Regions from separate parts of the Mus musculus genome. Here regions 1 and 3 are each linked to region 2. Evidence: chromatin contacts called from public HiChIP or PLAC-seq and promoter capture Hi-C data. All regions are on one chromosome and are shown on one strand. Each heading gives the region's core, a stretch centred on a gene start, on an enhancer-like site or on the middle of the called end of the contact. The rest is flanking DNA. Distances are from core to core; before and after follow the strand shown.

Region 1 (4,250 bases), core at 1,670-4,169, 650 kb after region 2:
TTGAAGCTATTTTAAAAACTAACAAATGGAAAATACATTTGGTAAAGTCTAATGAACTCAATTTTCTCACCTCCCCTTTCATCATCAAGTAGGCTTTGGTTTTTTTGTTTTGAAACACAGTCCCCCTATTTAGCTCTGGCAGGCCTAGAACTGGCTATGTAAACCAGCCTTGCTGTAGACTTAGATATCAGCCTGCTTCCTGCTTCTGCTGCCATCTTTTTTTTTTTTTTTTTCTCTTCTGCTCTTCATTCCCACATGAGAACTTAAAAACTTGACAGAAGTGGTAGGGTATGCTTGTCATCTCAACACTTATGAAACTGAGGCAGGAGGATCCTAAGTTTGGGGTCTGCTTGGGCTACGTAGGGAGGGCCTGTCTCAAACAAAACAAAACATCAATAATATAGTGGGTTGGTTTTTTTTGTTTGTTTGTTTCTGTCTTTTTCACAGTGTTGTGATTGAACTCAGGAGTCTATTGTGCTATCCTACCAATGAGGTCTGTTTCCAGCTCACATAGAATTGCTTTTGCAAAAAAAAAAAAATGTTACATTTCATGCAGTGGGTTCTCAGTGCTGCCAGGCTGATAACTTATCTGAAGTGATGTGGGCATTTGAACTCGTGAGCAGAATAAGTGGGGACACTCACTACACCTCTGCTTTCTCGTTTTTTTTCTTTCCTTCCCCCTTTCTAATTTTTCAAGACAAGGTTTCTTTATGTAGCCCTGGCCATCCTGGAATTCTGGCTGTATCCCTGGCTGGCCTTGAACTCAGAGGCAGAGGCTGCGTCCGCCTCCTGAGTGGTGGGATCAAAGGCGAGCACCACCAGATCTGAGTTTCACATCTATTTTACGGATAGGAGAATAGGTGTGTTAGCTAAAGGGTTACTTAAATGTTTATTTTATTTATTTATTTATTTTTTGTGCTATGCTTTTCCAATTTCCCAAATAGACTGTAGCTTGTGTTTTTCCTATTGTTTTCAGCCCAATGAATTCTCTGGGTGAGTGCCCAGCAAATATCAGGTAGGGAGAGGGCCTGTAACTAACTATAAGCCAGCTGCATGTACAAGACAGTAGATAAACTGTTGGGCAGAAAGAAATGATTGAATAAAACATGTTCTTTTGAGGGAGGAGGAGTTAACGTAACTGACGCTTACAAAATTAGATTTACTTTATGTGTATGTATGTGCATCACATACATGTCTGTTGCCTATACAGGTAAGAAGAGGATGTCAGATTCCCTGGAACTGGAAATACAAATGGCTATGAGCAACCATGTAGGTTCTGGGAACTGAACTTGGGTCCTCTGGAAGAGGAGCCATTCACTGTGAGCAATTTCTCCAGCCCCAACAGCCACTTTGTGTAAGCTCTTGAAAATGGAAAGGCTCAGTAGTGTTGGAAGTGAGCTGTTACACAGATAAAAACCTGTTAGTTCTGTTCTGAGCCATAGCCCTCGAGTACCAGCTTCAATAAAAGGACACGTCTGGCCCTTATGTGGGTGTCACAGGTGATGTCTGCAGAGGAATAAAACACATCTTTTGATGAGAGACCTTTGCCCATGTCCACAGTCAAGGTCGCTGAGTTCCACCATCACTGCTATTTGCTCTCTGTCACACCTTACAGAGCCAGCTTCTCTCTCTCTCTCTCTCTCTCTCTCCCTCTCTCTCTCTTTCTCTCCCTCTCTCTCTCTCAGATTCCTTAGGTTGTCTTGTGTGTTTCTCCAGGCTGGACTTGGGGGTTGACCTAGTTTTCATTCCCTATCCCTCAGCAGTCTGAGACACATTTATTCCTCTGTAGGTTCCCCTGTCTGCCCTTCCCTGCTTGCTCATTCTTCTATTTGATCTTTGAAAAAACAATGTTTCTGTTTGCTGGGACTGCCTACAGCTCACTATCCATCCACATGCTTGTGCAACCATTAAAATAAGTCCTTTAAACTAAGTTAACTTCAGGGTCTGTGGGCTAGGGGAAATGCTCAGGGATAAGTGCTTAGCCGGCATGGACCTGGGTCCGGGCACGCACATGGCTCCGGGTTCTACCTCTAGCACCCAAACCAAACCAACTCACTCTCCAAAGTTGTCAACAACTCAAAGAATTTGTCTACAAAAATGTCATATGAAGAAGTCAGTAATCCTACCAGCAAATGGTAATTTTACCTTACTAGTACTTTAAAATATAGCATACATACCTGGACCGTGTATGTCTCTCTGTTAATATTTTAGATCGTGTTTCTGGAAATGGGATAGGTTTTCTGTAATCCTCCTTTCTGAAAACATCCCTCTCTTTTCTGCCCATTCCTTTCAGAACACTTGTGGCTGTGCTACTCAGACTTTATCCCTCAGAGCACACCCGCAGTTAGCAGAGGAGCTGTGGTCACTTTACACACCAGTGAATGCTAGCCCTGGGTTCTCCCGAATTCATCCTAGCACTTGCGAGTCCTGCCCGCCACGTGCAGTTAGCATTCTGCGGACCCCAGATCAGTCTGATTACTGACCACCCTGTACATCCTTTACCCGATGGGCTCATCTGGCAGCATCTTACGCTGTGTTTTTAAAAAAGTGGCTCAACAGAATTCACACTCGGATTATCCTTAAATTCACAAATTTAATAAAGGGGCGACCATCGTCACAGTCTAATTATAGACTTTTTCCAGTTCAAAGAAACCTGTGCCCAACAGCAGCCCTGGACGCAGAGGCCATCATGGGGACTCTACACCAACGGGCGTGTCCCGCCTTGCGCCTGTAACTTGCTGCCGTGGTGGGCCGGCAGAACCTGTGTGTCACCCCCGCCGCACAGCGCGCGTGGGCGAGGGGTCGGTGGGGGCGTGGCCGGCGTGGCGTGCCCGGGGGTGTGGCCGGCGCGGCGGGGGGCGCAGGGGGCTCGGTGCGGGGGGGAGATCCGGGGGCGCCGGCGCGGCGCATGCGCGCTGCATTGTTTTGACTGAAAATGCCGTCGGTTTCGAAAGCGGCGGCGGCGGCGCTGAGCGGGTCCCCCCCGCAGACAGAGAAACCAACCCACTACAGGTCAGTGCCTGGGCTGCGGTCCGTGGCCTTCTGGGCGCTGCGGCGCAAAGCAGCGGCCCGCGTGCGCCACGGGCCCCGGTGTCGCCGCTGTGGGTGCGCCCCGCCCGCGCCCGCGCCCCCGCCGCCAGCTCTTGCGGGTCACGCCGTCCAGGCGCGGGCCGCCGCCTAAGGTGGAGTGGCAGCGCCCAGGGTTTTCGGTGACCCCTGGCTTGGGGGCTGGACTTGCTCCTGGTCTCCGGCGACCCCGCGCGCCAGACTGGAGTCTGGGGAACAGCGCCTGCGTTCGTAGCTCAGGGCCGCGCCTGGGCTGGAGGTGGGCGCACGGCCATCCGGACTCGAGCAGTCGCTGCCTGAGGTTGAGAGGCGGTTCCGGGGTCTGGGGTGACCTCTGGGCTGGGGGCGGAGCCGCACCTAGAGTCCGGTGGCCGCTTGGTTGTGAGCCCGGGGGTCGTTTCTGCGGCGCAGAAGAGGGGTTGCGCCTGGTGTGGGCGGGTGGCGCTTGCAGTCCATCTGGAACCTATGAAGGTAGTCGAGCGGGAGACCGGGACTGAGGATTGAGAGGTGGCTCCAGGGGTCAGGGACTAGAAGGGGGCAGAGAATGGAGTGTACTTCTGTAGAGTTACCTGGGATCAGAGTTGGTGATGGCCTGCTAAGAGGAGGTCTATGCCTCGTGTCCGGGAATCTTCTTATCTGGGGACTGGGAAGTGGTATTTGGGGTCAGGGAACGGAGAGTCTGCCTGACTGGAGTTACCTGGTCTCCGAGTTGGGAAGTGACACCCGGGGTGCTTTTAAAAAAGGAGGGTACCGGGCCATGGCAGTCAGGATCGCTCAGTGTGTGTGTGTGTGTGTGTGTGTGTGTGTGTGTGTATTGCCGGGGGTGGGGGATGCTTCTCGTCTGGGACCCTGCCCCGCCGCATCCCAGGGGCCTCCAGCCGGCGGTGGCTGCGGCCCGCAACGCTGTTTGTCTTTTTAGGTATCTAAAGGAGTTTAGGACAGAGCAGTGCTCCCTGTTTTTGCAGCATAAGTGCAGCCAGCACAGGCCGTTCACCTGTTTCCATTGGCATTTCCTAAATCAGCGTCGTCGCAGACCGCTCCGACGACGCGATGGCACCTTCAACTACAGCCCGGACATATACTGCTCCAAGTACGATGAGGCCACCGGCCTGTGTCCCGATGGTGATGAGTAAGTGGGGTTCCGGTGGGTGGCTCATGGTCTTTCCTCAGGATTGGTGTTGACT
Region 2 (4,241 bases), core at 1,334-3,833:
CCCATTTCCCAGGAGATGGTCTTATGCTTGTCTGACTCTCTACTGTGCCCACAGAGCCCAGATCTATGGTTGATATATAGGGGATATTCGTGAATTTGCTGTCTGCAAGTTTTCCAGATCGGTCCCTTTCAAGATGAGACACTAGACTAAAGTGCCATCCACCTGTCATCCCAAAGAAGGGCTGACTAGAGGGTGGAGCTACAGGAGGCCAAGCCTGGCTCTCCCTTTCTCCAGAGCTTCCAGATCTTGAGGGACCCAGGCTCAGCCTGGCATCTGCCTGGCACAGGAGGGTGCTTCGCCTTTCCTGCACCCTGAACAGGGGTGCAAACCAAGCAGCCCTACAAACCAAGAGGAGGAGGGGGAGGCCATGACAGGCAAGGAGACCCGTTTTCATGCCTCTCCTCCTCCCTCTGGTACTTCAGCCTTTACTTCACCCTAGACTCTTATAACCTAGAGGGCTTAAGGAGACCTACAGTCTTCCAGGCCTGTATAGGATAAAGAACAGGTCCCACTGGAGGGAGCCCCTTTTCCTGTCTCCAGAAATGGGCCTTCCTCCCAACCCCCTGCTAACTGGGTCAAATTAAAGGGTGAGAAAAAATGCAAATTCAGGATTTGCCAAGAACACACCAACACCTCAGCACATGAGATTCAGACTGGGTGGGGGTGGGGATGGGCTTTAACACTAGCACTCGAGACCCTGCCTGGGATCCTAAGGAGGTCTCCATATGCAAATGCAGGGATCTCCTGAGTGAACAGGCCTTAGGTTTTCTCTCGCTGTCACTATCCTGGAGCACAGCATCAACCCCTGGGATGAGAAAACGGCTTCCGCTGAATGCAGGCACTACCCTGGGTATTAGGAGGCTTCCCAGGACCCCCGGACTCTCAGGGGTGGGTGGCAGATGCTTTGGTAGCTAAGCTCCACCCCCTGGGCCTATGGACATGTCAGGAGATTGAGAATCCACAGCCAAGGGTACTAGGAGGACTATGTATAGGAACCATAGCACAGTGGGACCCAGTCAGAGCTCGGGACACCGGCCTCTACTCTCACCCGGAAGTCGATGCCCACAGTGGAGATGAAGGTACCAGCCAGGAAAGCCCCATCCTTGAAGCGCACAAGCAGGCAGGTCTTCCCCACACCGGAATCCCCCACCAGCATGACCTAGAACAGGCAGGAGGATCAGAGGATTCAGGCTTGGAGCCGAGGGCCTTGCCCACCTAGAGATGCTTCTGATCTGCCTTGAGCTGTGGGGGAGGCAGGAGAGGAAATGAGTATCCCAGGCCTGTAGGTTCAGCAGTGTGGACCCCAATAGCATGGATGCCCAGCTTCTCTCTCCCCCTCCCCACCCTCACCCCCGTTCACCCCCTATCACCTCTCCCTCCAACAATGCTGCCTCAGTCACAGAGAGTGAGGACAGCTGTCCCCATCCAGGACCTTACCTACCCCTCCTCCATGGACAACATGCTTGATCTGGGAGGGCAGCATTTGGGGCCTATGGGGAGCAGAGCCATGGGAGTGCAGCTGGAAGCTCCTAAGAGACCTTTGGGGACTCAGTATTGGGGGCCTCTTCGAATTCCAGCAAAGACACAAATCTCAGCAGCAAGGTTCGGAAGAGGTGTGACAGCTTTTGAAGTGAAGAGGGGGTAGGGATATCTGTGGGCCTGAGGGCCAGACCAGTGAAGTCTTTCCCACCCACATGATCCCTCAGGCCAATGTTTCAGGACCCAGTGATGGCCCTGCCTTCGGAGGTCAATTCACCTAGGCTTCAATTTTGTTCTGGTCTAGGGTGGCCTTGTTCTCTTCTCTCCCAGAAAAAGGACACTTACAGCCCCTTGGGGGGGTGAGGGAAGGCAGCATATGGATGGGAAATGATGAGACAGGAGCACCGGTAGGGGCCATAGATCCCAGAGGGACAGCTTCAAAACTCTGATCTTGCTTGGCCTTGCAGTAGATGGAGTGGGGGTAGGGCCCTGCCAGCTGTTGAATACCCCAGACCCTAGTCTAATAGTTGTGTTTGTGTGTGTGAGAGAGTGTACGCGCGCGCTCGTGCACGCACGTAGGGTCGCGTGACAATGTAAGGTACTGCCGTGCCATCTGCAAGGTGCTGTGCCAATTCAGCGCCGAGGGTCTGCAAGGCCCTGCACTCTTCCCCAGCGGCAGTCTAGGATCCAACGCCACCTGCTGCATTCCCATGGCGGGGAGGTGCCTGGCTCACCTTGAAAGCAACATCGTAGAAGTCTCCAGTGCTACCAAGTGAGGGCCGGATGGACTGCGGGGGCCCATTGGGCGGTGCCTCTGGGCCAGGGCGCACAGTCCTCGGATGTGCCAGACGTGGCCCATTGGTGGCGGCGGCGGCGGCGGGCAGCGTAGAGGTAGCCGGCTCACTCCCCCCCTTGCTCTTGGGGGTCTTCTTCCTGGACATGGTTCTCAGTGTGCTCCTGCTGCTACCGCTGTGTCCCGGGTTGTCCCACGCCCCGTGCCCGCCAAGACCGACTCGGACCCGAACCCGTCCCGCAGCGGCAGCGGCGGCGGCAGTAGCAGCAGCATCTCCAGCACTCAGTGCCTGCCCCGCCCCCGCGTCCCCACAGGCGGCGCAGCCATTCAGGCCCAGCCTCCCGCCACCACTGCCAATGGTCGCTCTGAGGCGGAGCCATGCAAATAAGTCTGTCGCTCCAGGGGCGGGGTCAAGAGGTCCCAAGAAGGCCTTAGGTGTGCATCCCAGGAGCATGCTCCAAGTGCACTGTGCTCAAAGGGCTCCAGTTGTCCAGTGAAGGAAGCACCAGGATCCTGTGTCCTCTCTTTGCCCCAGTCTTCAATGTCCCAGGTCAGTAACCTAGCTCAATAGACTAGTCCATGGACCTGGGACTACGATGTGTTCTGAGATGAGGATGCTGGGGCAGATGGCTTGCATGAATAGGCAGCCTGAGATTCAGGGTTTTTGTTTTTGTTTTTCTATCAGAGATACCAGCCATCTGACTACTTGTCCTCAATGCTATTCCCTCCAGGATAGGCAAATTTAAGAAGCTCCAACACTCATGCTTCACAAACAATCCCTGCTGCACCGAGCACTCTGGGCTCAGCTGATCAGAGGCATAACGGGCACGCTGTTCTTCCTCACGTATTTTTTTTTTTTAAGATTTATTTATTTGTTATGTGTACGTACACTGCAGCTGTCTTCAGATACTCCAGAAGAGATCGTCAGATTTTGTTAGGGATGGTTGTGAGCTACCATGTGGTTGCTGGGATTTGAACTCAGGACCTTCATAAGAGCAGTCGGTGCTCTTAACCACTGAGCCATCTCTCCAGCCCCATCTTCCTCACATATTTTGCCACCTGGGTTGAAGTACGGATATCTAAAGTGAGAAAGAAGTAGTTATCACAGCCAGCCAGCATCAGGCCTTCAGAGATAACCAAGGCATAGGTTAGGGTTAGGATTAGGGTTAGAGGTCTGCCCTGACAGCCTAGAAGATTGGAGGTCCCTTCCTAGAATTGACTGGCCCATGGTCTTTCCATCCTAGGTTCTCATCCAAGAGAGGTCTGTGTTGATTTTCTAAACCCCAAACTGGTTCAGGACCTGGTATACCCTTCTCCTGATTCTGACCCTGCTGCTTTACCTATGCTGACTGGAGGATTTCTGTCCAAAGCCCCTCACCTAAGACACTCCAGTCAGGAGAAAGAAAGTCAGAGTTAAGGACAGTGGATGCTGGAGGGTGGTGCCTTTGAGACCCAGTATTTCTTGGTGTTCCTCTGGAATGGCCTAGCTGTTCTCCAAGATGTGATCATTGTCACCAAAACTCTGCGTTTCTTGACGGCCTTCTAAACTTTCTCAGTTGGCAGAGAGCAGAGCATGAAGAACTCCCTACCTCTGTGGCTCAAAGCCTCCTCCTATCTCTTTCAGGCCAATTTCCAGATCTGTATACATCCTGACCCAGAGTGGGGGTACTGGGCTCTCACTTTTGCATTCCCTGAGGACTTCAGTATCCCGTCCTCACAAGGCCAACCTCAGCATGATTGGCCCAGGATCTCAGCTGAGAACCTCAACAGCCTGTGCCTATCGCCCTAGGAAGTAGACCATGTAACCTCCTTCCAGCTACTGCCTAGAATCCGTCCAGTACAGGGCATACACATAGAGTTCAAGTTTGGACGTTCTAGGCAGGAGCTGCAAGGAGGAGATTCAGGTTGAGGGCAGTGAAAACAGTGCAGGCATCTAGAAGGAGAGAGAGGGAACAGGCAAGCCAGAGAA
Region 3 (4,454 bases), core at 1,772-4,271, 690 kb before region 2:
GGCAGAAAACAATGGTTCCGTGCTCAGAAAGCTGGGTTGTGGTTATCAGGGGCTGTAGGGAGGGACTCATGAGGAGTAAAGGCCGGGTGGGAATGAAGGTCCCTAGTTGAACAGTATTGTCAACACACTAAATGGGGTTGGAGCACACTCTTTGTATGGTTCCTTAATGGTATGTGAAGTACAACTTAGAGAGAAGCAGTTCCCACTACTGCCACAAGGGGCAACATTGAGGACAGTACATTACATTTAAGAATCCCGACCATTTTTCTCTGACTACTTGTGTAGCATTTCCAGAGGCAGCTAAGAGCCTGAAAGCAGGTCTGGGCTGCCAAGGGCTACAGGTCCTAGGGACATGAGGAGATTGAGAGAAATGGCGGAGGGGTATGAAGTTTTCTTGTTTTGTTTTGTGTTTGTTTGTTTTAGACAGCCCAGGCTGGTCTCAAACTTGCTATGGAGTCCAGGATATTGAGCATAGGATTAGACATGAACTCCTGACCTTCCTGGCTTCCCTTCCCAAGGGCTGGTCTTATACCACAATGCCCACTGAGGTTTTTGCTTTTTGTTTTCCAAGACAGGGTTTTTATTTATGTAATCCTGGAACTTGCTCTGTAGACCAGGCTGGCAGGTTTTCTTTTTGAAATGATGAAAATGTTGCACTTAGACAGAGGTGACAGCCTATGACCTCACCACTCTGAACACGCCTGATCTTGAAGGCTAAAGTGTCACCTAGTGAGGACTTAGAGGCATGATAATGGTGACAGTTTCACTGGTGTTAAAATGTGTGATTTCAACACTGCTCATGTTCATACTTTAGGGCTTGTAAATTAAATCAGTGTCAAAGAGACTGTCCTCAGAAGGTCTTAAGCACCCATTCTGGCTGAGGAATGCAAGCCTGGCTGAGTCCCTTCCTGCATCTCTGGCCATTGGCCTACCCCTGCTCCAGAACAGAAGGCAGCTCCATGCAGGTGGGAAGCAATGGGGGTGGGGGCTGAGCAGGAAGGCAGGAGGCTCTTGGAGCTCCAGAGCCAGAGAAGGGTTTCAGGGCCTGCTGTGGCTGAAACAGGGGACAGATAGCACACCCACATGCCCACCCTGCGTTGCTAATCTCACTCAAATCCTCCTGAAGGACTCCCCAGCCGGTCACCCAGCACCTGGGCTGGTGCTGGGACGTAAAGGTGGAAGGCTGCACACAGACAGGCTGGATGTCCTTGTTGTAGGTGACCGAGGAGGCCAGCCTCAGCAGGGCCAGGTCATGGGACTTCAGCTTGTCTTCGGAGTTTACGATGATGTCCTTTACCCTGTACCGTCCAGAATAGGCCTTCCTGTTCCAGTAAGACGGCTTGGATGTAAGCTGCCCAAGCTGGACGGTCCACTTTTCTGGATCAAGGTACCTAGCAGGGAAGATGAAAGTGATCAGGACCCTCAGGAGGACGCTGGCCACCTGAGCCACCGGATCTCTGTGTGAGGTGACACCGTAGCTCTGGTACTATTTACTTGCTGAGACCCCCTTGTAGAAACAAAGCCTAGACATAACCAGATTCCCTTCTCCTGGGACTCTGAGGAGAGAAACAGGAAGACCACAGTCCCCAATGGTCTGGTCACTATTTTTTTTTTTTTCCGAGACAGGCTTTCTCTGTGTAGCCCTGGCTGTCCTGGAACTCACTCTGTAGACCAGGCTGACCTCAAACTCAGAAATTCGCCTGCCTCTGCCTCCCAAGAGCTGGGATTAAAGGCGTGCGCCACCACTGCCTGGTTGGTCTGGTCACTTCTTAAGGGCCTCTCTGAATAGAATTCATATCTGGTATGGGGTTGGGGATGTAACTCAATAGACAGTTTGCTTATCATGAGTGAATCCCTGGGTTTGACCCCCCTCCCCCCCCGAATTGTATAGACTCAGGCATGGAGGTGCACGTTTGTAATCCTAGCATGCCAAGAGGTAGAGGCCAGAGGATCAGAAGTTCAAAGTCATCTTCTGTTAAGTAAAAAGTTCAAGGCACCTCAAAACCAACCAACCAATCAACCAACCAACCAACCAACCAACCAACCAACCAACCAACCAACCAACCTTGGGAACCTCCAAGGGAAGGTGGAATGAGACCTGCGCCTTCCTAATTCGATATGGTAGGGGGCAGTGAGCATAGATGAATAGACCCGAAACAGCATGGGAATGTTTGAATAAAACATCCTGGAAGAATTAGAGTGGCGCCCCCTGCAGGGCCAATGGTAAGGTTTTTGGATTGTAAGCAGCGCTTGGAGCTCAGGATATCAGGAGGCTGTCCCACCCCGCTCCTACCATCCCACACTCACTTTCTAAAGCAGTGTGCAGCAGTGAGCACCCAGCGGCGGCTGAGAAGGCTCCCTCCGCAGCGGTGGGACTTCTTCAAGCGCAGGCTGGCCTGCCACGGCCAGCGCCCTTGCATGGATTCTATCCCGCCCACTATCCGGGACCGAGTGTCATTCCGGCGGCCACAGGGCACTGGGACAGACAAATAAGACACATGGCTGAGCAGCCTAGGAAGGCCCATAGCATCCCTAGGGTACACGTGTATGGGAGGAACTGGGGAGAACCACGCAACCGTACACCCCCCCCCCTTCCTCCAGTATCCTGGGGTTTTGTTGAAGAGGCAGGAGATCAGGAGATGGCGCAGAAACCCTTCACACGTGGTTCACAGACACCCAGCCCTCCACAGAGCCCATCAGTCACTTGAGAGAAGCTTGATGTCTGTGCTCTTGAGATCTGTGGGGGAGGAGTGGAAAAGATGAGGCGACTTCTTTATGCCTGGCCTCGGTAGGTGTTTCTCACAGGGACCACGGTTCCTCACCTGCCGCCTGGCTTTCTTCACGTGACCCTGGGTGGAGATAAGGTGAGCCTCGCGCGGACCTCCGAGTTTCCCATACTCCCCCATGACCCCCAGTCTGGTGAATGAATCTCCTTAGCTCACCAGGCTTCCCCAGCATCACGCACAGCAGCAGCAGCAGCAGCACTGGGCCCTGTATACCCATGGCGGCCTCTCTGAAGTCGGGTGCCCAGCTTTAACGTCCTGCCGCTACAGGCTTAGTGGCGCCCTCTAGGGGACAGGTCAGGGAGTAGGAGCTTTGCTCGGCCACCGTTTCCCGGCTTGACTCCAGAGCGGTCAATTGATGAACCACAGTCATCTTTTTCTTGTCAGAGCCCAGGATTTGGATGTCTTCTCTCTTGTGTACTGACAGCTTTCTGTAGGACCAAGGCCCTGGCCCTCAGCCCGCACTCCTAGGAAAAGCTCATGAGCAGGCCTTAGGGTATGCTGCCTTGTGTTATGTGTGATAGCCTTTTGCTGGATGCACTGAACAAAGGCTGGCCCTATTTGAGGACAGACAGAGCTTAGAGCCCTATAATCTACCTGCTACCATTGCAATGAGCCCTACACACTGTATGGGGATCACCAGACACTCTTACCCTTTGTACAGGAACATGTCAGGGCCTATATAACCATACTGGCTCATCAGTTATTAGCTTTGAATTCACAGCCAGTTGGGTATCCATACCAAAACCCTCTGCCTCCACGACTGATTAGAAGTTCTTATGGAACTCAGAGAATGTAATATGTTCATGGTCAAAGTTTATACAGTAAAGGACACCTATCAAAATCAGACACATGCTTCTAGATTACCTCACCAGCCCAGACTAATGGACAACACTTAGTTCTCTCAGTAAGGACCTTTGTCTCACAGGAAGTTAGCCCAGCACTGAGCAACAACCTGGCCACGAGCACCAGAAGGACCTATTGAGAAGGCTCAGTGGTAAGATGCTTGCTTAACTGCACCAGGGTCCTGGTTTTGGCCTCTATCAATCATTGTATAACTGTGATAGCTAATTTCAGCCCTTAGCTTGGCAGAATCTGGGAAGTCTCGTGGGAAGGCAGTCTCAGTGAGGGACATTCTCTCTATCAGCTTGGCCTGCATGCAGGCCTGTGAGGATGTTCTTAGTTGGACTAACTGAACTGAGAAGACATATTGTCATAGTTTGCTCTGTTGCTGTGATAAATCATGACCAAAAGTAACCTGGTGGATCTTTATGAGTTCATGGCCAGCCTGGTCTACATAATAAGTTCTGGGGCTGTGTAGAGACCTGGCTGGCCTTAAATTCATAAAGATCCACTTACCTCTGGGCTTAAAAGTGTGTACCACCACATGCCAGGCGTGGTGGCACACACCTTTAATCCCAGCACTTGGGAGGCAGAGGCAGGTGGATTTCTGAGTTCAAGGCCAGCCTGGTCTACAAAGTGAGTTCCAGGACAGCCAGGTCTACAGAGAAACCTGTCTCGAAAAACAAAACAAACAAACAAAAAAAGTGTGTACCACCATGCATGGTCTTAATTAATTATTTGTTTATTTATTATTTGTGTTTTTTGTTTGTTTTAAGATTTTCTTTTTTTTACCCTGATATAACTGTCTCTTGTGAGACTACGCCAGGC

The links. Promoter capture Hi-C pulls out the DNA fragments that hold promoters and counts their contacts. HiChIP or PLAC-seq counts read pairs in DNA pulled down with a chosen protein or histone mark.
Region 1: an H3K4me3 HiChIP or PLAC-seq map of embryonic stem cells shows a contact between it and region 2, with 7 read pairs. The contact joins the promoter of Unkl here to the promoter of Rab26 in region 2. A contact is called at or near these places in 1 of 39 promoter capture datasets (pre-B cells), 1 of 484 Hi-C or Micro-C datasets (muscle stem cells) and 1 of 115 datasets of contacts at active chromatin or transcription factors (embryonic stem cells).
Region 3: a promoter capture Hi-C map of neural stem cells shows a contact between it and region 2. The contact joins the promoter of Prss41 here to the promoter of Rab26 in region 2. A contact is called at or near these places in 2 of 39 promoter capture datasets (cranial neural crest and neural stem cells).

What each region holds. Positions count from the first base shown.
Region 1 is chr17:25,185,481-25,189,730 of GRCm38.p6, forward strand. Unkl (unkempt family like zinc finger) reads left to right here and starts at 2,920. Exons shown (of 15, transcript NM_001197024.1): 1 at 2,920-3,012; 2 at 3,986-4,195. The coding sequence starts at 2,936. BC003965 (cDNA sequence BC003965) reads left to right here. Exons shown (of 2, transcript NM_183150.2): 2 at 1-2,182. Gm52286 (a long non-coding RNA gene) reads right to left here and starts at 3,990. Exons shown (of 2, transcript XR_003952239.1): 1 at 3,636-3,990; 2 at 2,574-3,529.
Region 2 is chr17:24,531,164-24,535,404 of GRCm38.p6, forward strand. It overlaps Rab26 (RAB26, member RAS oncogene family), which reads right to left and starts at 2,584. Exons shown (of 9, transcript NM_177375.1): 1 at 2,214-2,584; 2 at 1,049-1,159. The coding sequence starts at 2,420. Gm33508 (predicted gene, 33508) reads left to right here and starts at 2,732. Exons shown (of 3, transcript NR_169077.1): 1 at 2,732-2,822.
Region 3 is chr17:23,841,135-23,845,588 of GRCm38.p6, forward strand. It overlaps Prss41 (protease, serine 41), which reads right to left and starts at 3,022. Exons shown (of 7, transcript NM_027644.1): 1 at 2,943-3,022; 2 at 2,823-2,849; 3 at 2,705-2,737; 4 at 2,308-2,476; 5 at 1,111-1,391. The coding sequence starts at 3,003.